2 separate regions of the Rattus norvegicus genome follow, and region 1 is linked to region 2. The links are chromatin contacts, called in public Hi-C maps. All regions are on one chromosome and are shown on one strand. The core of a region is the stretch at or near the end of the contact, and the rest is flanking DNA. Distances in the headings are between cores, read along the strand shown.

Region 1 (2,754 bases), core at 93-2,592, 99 kb before region 2:
CATCTCTTGTGGGTTCAGGGCTTGACAGGAAGCCTGAGTGTACAAGAACTTAGTCCTAGAGTGTAGACAGTAGAGACGAAGCTATCGGGAACCAGAGTGAGACAGGGTAGCTGTCCCTGAAGAGCAAGCACCTTCCATCACACAGAAACTTTTCTGTGTACAGGCTAGGGTGGTCTGTGGTATTTTCTTCTATATTTAATGAGCAAGGAATCTAGGGGGGTGGGGCGGGGGAGGAACGCTGGTAATGGCAGTCCCTGTAGCTTGTGCCATGCCCAGTGTTCTACACGGTGCTTCCTGTGTTTTTATCTTGTGCCTTGTAAGGTGCTTCCTATCACGCTGGTGGAGTCTCCAGTTCAGAGTGTGAAGAGTGAGAAAAGGGCTGCTCAGCTAATGACTGGTGGCCTTGACCCAGAGCCAACCTAGCTACTTCCAGAGTCCCTGTCCCAGACAGTCCCATGTTCCTGCTGATGTGCAACTGATAGAATTCATGGGGCAATTCTTGGTGTATTTGCATGTGGTGATGGTGGGGGGAAGGTAGGGGGAAGAGTAGGATGAGGTATTCCCTGTAGACACAGGCAGGGGACTGCCCTTACTCAGCAAGAGAGACTCAGGCCACCTTGGGCCCGGGAACCTCTGGGGAAAGGATGACAGGGACAAGAAAGGTTTGGTGTCTAGGTCAGGCCAGTGGCTGCTTTGTATGGCTTGTCTGCAGCCATGGCGCTGGGAGGCCAGGAACAGTGATGGCAGTGGCTCAGAACTGGAAACTTCTGGAAAGAAATTTCTGTTTCTAAAGAAGCTTTTTTTTTTTTTTTTTTTTTTTTTAAATATCTTTATCTCTATGAAAGGTTAAGCCTGAATTTTACCTTGGAACTAGATAGTCATTTTTAAAACATCAGATAACATGCCCTTTTTAAAAATCTCTTGTGTTTGGTGCTGTTCTGTAGTTTCTTCTCAGAAGACAGTTTGTCTTCTCAGTCGTCACAGACAATCAATCGATGGAGTCTGTGAACCACTCCAACTAATACTAATAAAGTTTGGTTTGCTGGCAGCACAGCTCCCGATTTGAATTGTAAATAGTGACAGCTGTAGGGCATTTAGCTCTGAAAGAGAGACTGTCTCACAGTTACATAAGAAGCTTGGGTGTGTTTGTTGAACTGAACAGGATGGGCAGGAGAGGAACGCTCAGAGCCATTGCTGAGTTATTCTTCTTACACAGATCTGTAAGGTATTGAGAGGCTGTGTTTCTGTGTGGTTTAGATTGCTGAGAGCGAGCGAGGGAGAGGGAGAGAAGCTGGGAGGGGGGCAGGCAGGCTGACTCTGACTGAGACTGACTCACTTTTCTTTGAGTCAGGTTTCTACAGTCCATGTACTTGCTTCTCCATCTTTGGCTTACGTGTGTAGTTACCAGGACGACAGTGGCTCCCAGTATCTTTAAGATGTTATTTTATCTTATTTATGTATGTGTGCCCGTATGTCTGTCTGCATACCATGTGTGTGCAGTGGCCACAGAGGCCAGAAGAAAGCGTTGACTATCCTGGAACTAGAGGCACAGATGGTTGTGAGCTGCCATGTGGTGAAGCTGGGACCTCTAGAAGGACCCAGGACTCAACCTGAGCTGTTCCTTCCTCCTCGGTGTCCTTGACACCAGTTGGTAAGGTGAGGTCTTTACTCCAGGGCTAGCAAGAACAGTTCTGTCATAGTGAGGGTGTGGCCATAGATGTCTTCAGACATAGTCTTCCGAGCCTGTCTCAAGGCTCTCAGTGTCCCTCTCTGAGTTGGGCATGAGTCAGTACTGCCTTTCAGGGAGGCCTCACTTGACCTCCTGGCCTGGAACTTAGCTGTGCCTCTGCTCAGAGAGCCTGGAAGACTGTGCTGGGGGACATAGAGGACGGACGGCTTGTCAGAGTGAGCTGTGCTGCCTTCCCGACTGACTGCTATGTGTGTCTCTTGTAGAGGAGCTGAAAGAGCACTTGCTAGGGGACAGCGCCATTGACAGGATCTTCACTCTGGGGAACTCGGAGTTTCCTGTCAGCTGGGACAATGAGGTCAAACTTTGGACATTTCTGGAAGATAGAGCCTCACTTCTTTTAAAAACATATAAAACGACAATTGAGGTAATTAGATGAATGAAGATCATGCTTGGCATGTTTCTAGTCCTTCATTCTGATTCTCAGCAATGTATATGTGACATTCCTTATTTGGTGCCAGTGTTTCACAGTTTATCATGTTGATTTTAATAGCACTTGATAAATTTTACACAGTTAGTACTTTTAAAAACTATCTTTAATTCATGATACCACAAATATAAGCTTTTCTTCCCCTCCTATCCCCCATCCCTCCCTCAGCTCTTTCTCTCTCCTGTGCACCAGCATACAGAGGCTTGTCGTACAGCCAAACCCCCGTCCTATTTTCAAGACAGAGTGTCACTAAAGTCATCCAGGCCTCGAACTTATCACCATGCTGACAGTCTCCTGACTAGCTGAGATTACAGGCTGTCACCAGGCCTGGCTGGAAGACTTGTTTCTCTCTTCTTTTTTAATTTTTAGCCTTCACTCTAGGCCCACATGGGGCTCCAATCACAGAGATGAACGCAAGTGATGCCCTCCATTCTGTGTTGGCTCCATTTAACTTGGCCTTAGCTCTGTTTTGAGAGTACGGACTTACTGTAACAAGAGCCCTGAGTCAGCTGCAGTTTTGCTGGAAGTGTTGGGTCATTCGGCGATGTGAAGCCTCAGTTTAAAAGCTGTTAGCACC
Region 2 (2,915 bases), core at 311-2,810:
CCCTTAGTATATTTTATTTTGTTATTTAAGACAACCAACCGCCCCCCCCTCCGGTTTATATGGAGACACTTTTTGGAAGTTTCTATAAAATACCCCCCTTCCCAAATAAGTAAAACCAACTGTAACTACTTTTCCAGGGAGTGAAGTAAAACAATTGTATCTGTCGCCTCAGTCTCCCCCCCCCCCCCGATTTCCAGCCCTCCTTCTTGAGTGGGTGGGTTTAGACTTACTTGGACTCAGTGTACCTCAGTTACTCACACAGCACTCCGCCCCCTTTCTCAGGGAGTCCGGCTCCCGGGGGAGGAAGAGTGAGTGGGGACAAGATTTTATTTTATTTACTCCCCCCCACCCCCACTTTTGCGAAGCCGGTGCTCGGTGATAAGACCAGCTCACAAAAACAGTAGTTTGCACGTGTGGCCGGCCTGGGTTGCGGGTGTGCGCACTGGCGAGTGTGTGTGAGTGCGCGCGCGCGTGTCTCGGTGTGTGCTTTCTTGTTCTCTTACAGGGTACAATGTTAAAAAGCCACCGCTAGTCGCCCCCAGTGCTCCGACTCTCTGGGTCTTTTTGTCTCTAGAGCAGATTAAACGTCACGTCCGCACTTGAACTTGAATTTTATCCCATTGTACAGAGGCAGCCCCAGCCACAGAGAGACCGAGAGCTCCCGGAGAACCCGGACTCCGCCATCTTCACGTTGCAATCTATAGCTCCCGTCCACGCCCGCACCGACCCGGGCGCATTGGGCGAGCCGCCCCGCAGTCCCGCTCCCCCTGGGCCGGCGGCGCCGGGCAGCGCTGGGGAGCGCACGCGGGGACCCGCAGCCCCTCCGGCCGGCGCCAGCCTGCCAGGTGACCCGGGAAGGAGCCGCTCCCGGAGTCCCCCAGAGCCTCGGAGGGGTCAGCCTCCGAGAAAGAAAAAAAGCAGGCAGCGCGCAGAAAACCCAGAAAGAACCGAACCAAGGCAGTTTTTCATTGCTTTCGGGTTTTTTGAGGGGGCGGGGTGAGGGGGTACGAGACAAGTCCCCAAGTTTTCTTTGCCTTTTTTTTTTTTTTTGCTTTTTTGAAATTTGTTTGCATTTTTCCTCCCCCCTCCCCTTGGGTGGAAGTGCGCGTTCCACCTACCAGACCCCGAAAGAAAAGTGTCAGAGGCCGGTGCAAAACCCGGCGTAACTTCAAGAAGACATTTACAAGTCTAAGAGGCCAAGCACTTTGAAGAAGTGTGAGAGATATTTTTCCTCCAAAAGAATATATTTTTAAAGAAACCGGCCAGCCCGCGGCGAGCAACAGCAGCTTTATAATTTATTTTAGCCTTTCTCTATTTTAGAGCAAGCCATCTTCCTGGCTTTTTCTTTTTTCTTTTTGCAAAAACAAAAACAAAAACACAGCCCAGAAGAAAAAGCAAAATAAAGACGAAGAAGAAGAAGAAGAGGAGGAAGAGAGGAAGGGCAGAGGCACCAACCCGGGCGGAGGAGGAGGCGCGGCGGCGGCGGCGGCGGCTCAGACCCCCTCCCCGGCCCGCATCTGTGCAGCTTTCCGGGCGATGCCAGAATAGATGCCGGGGCAATGTCCCGCCGCAAACAGGGCAACCCGCAGCACTTGTCCCAGAGGGAACTCATCACGCGTAAGTGTCCGCCGCACGCGCGAGGGGCCGGCGGCTGGGGCTCCGGGCGCCCGGGGCTGGGGACACCAAACCGGGCTCAGAGGCCGAGCGTGGGGCTCTGGGAAAGTTTCTCTGCAGCCGGGGGCAGCCGCCGCGGGCTCCGGGCCGGGGAGGGGGTGCGCGGGCTTGCAGGCGGCTGTGCGCGCCGAGCCCGGCTGGACGCTCGGCCCTCCAAGCGGCGTGTGTGGCGGCGGCGGCGCTGGTGGCGGGGTTTGGAGAGGAGGGGGAGGGGGCCGGGGAGCGGAGGGGGAGGGGGAACCGGGAAAAGTTGGCGAGCGCGTGGGTCCGCGCTCGGAGAAGCGGGCGGACGGAGCCCCGAGTGAGCCCTGGACCCGAGGACCCGCAGGGTAAAGGGGTAGCCGCGGGCTTCGGGTTCCCGGTCGCTGCGCCCCGCCAGGCAGGGCGCCGACCGCGCCGCTGCTAGGATTCCGAAGCCGCCGTCCCCTCCCCTCCTCTCGCTATTTGCAAAAGAATCCAGCTGCGCAGCTGTTTGCTGGGCTGGAGCACCCCCTCCTCATTTCCCCACCTCCGTCTCCTGGGACGGTCTTGTCTTCTTTCCCCCCCAACTCAAAAAAAAAAAAAAGGTGTGGGGGGAGGTTTTGGGTTGGTGAAAAAAAATCCCCGCCACGAGTTAAAAAAAAGAGTCATGAGTGGGAAAAGAGGGATGCTCTTGTAACAGTAAAAATGAAGAGGAGAAAAAAAAAAGGAAGGGGAGAAAATACCTATCATCCTCTTATCCATCTCTCTATCTCTGTATCTTTCATCTTCCCCATCTAAATAAACAAGGCAGGTCGCAGTGCAAATCCGCCGGATTTCAAGCAAGTGGCGGGGCTGGCAAAGTCAGGCAGCAGGGCAGACACTCAGCGGCTTCCAACGCCCCAGCTGGGTTCGTTTAGAAAAGAAAACGCCAGCGCGAGCCGCGCAGGTACACAGTTCTCCCGGAACCCGCCGGGTCCCGGCGCTGCCACCAGCGAGGTCGGCTTGCAGAGCTCTGGGACGCCCTGGCCGCAGCCAGCGCGAGTCTCTCCCCGCGGGTTTTTTTTTTTTCTCTTTTGGTTGCGGTTGCTTTTTATTTATTATTTTTTTTATTGCAATAGAAATAAAATTTCCTCTGGGTGCCATCGAGACCTCAGGCAGGTTGTAATCTTGCAATTCTTCGCTCACCTCACTGCGTTGGGGCCGGGCTCCCCGCGCTGGAGCTGGAGAAGCCTGTGAATGACGGGCCGCCGCTGAGGACTGACTGCCCTGCAGTCGAGAGC

The links. A called contact is a pair of places that touch in the nucleus more often than the background predicts.
Region 1: a Hi-C map of frontal cortex shows a contact between it and region 2, with 2.3 times the contacts expected there. The contact joins the enhancer-like site here to the promoter of Bcl11b in region 2. A contact is called at or near these places in 3 of 12 Hi-C or Micro-C datasets (Schwann cells, frontal cortex and mammary epithelial cells).

The regions. Positions count from the first base shown.
Region 1 is chr6:132,788,834-132,791,587 of GRCr8, reverse strand. Setd3 (SET domain containing 3, actin N3(tau)-histidine methyltransferase) reads left to right here. Exons shown (of 13, transcript NM_001346470.1): 12 at 1,954-2,114. Among named protein-coding and RNA genes, the nearest start is that of Setd3, 64 kb to the left of the region's middle. Within about 2 kb of position 1,342, at least 38 of the 93 cell types and tissues checked have an H3K27ac peak or open chromatin away from gene starts, as enhancers often do. A contact at or near this core is called in Schwann cells, where this site is marked.
Region 2 is chr6:132,689,747-132,692,661 of GRCr8, reverse strand. It overlaps Bcl11b (BCL11 transcription factor B), which reads left to right and starts at 1,560. Exons shown (of 4, transcript NM_001277287.1): 1 at 1,560-1,617. The coding sequence starts at 1,560.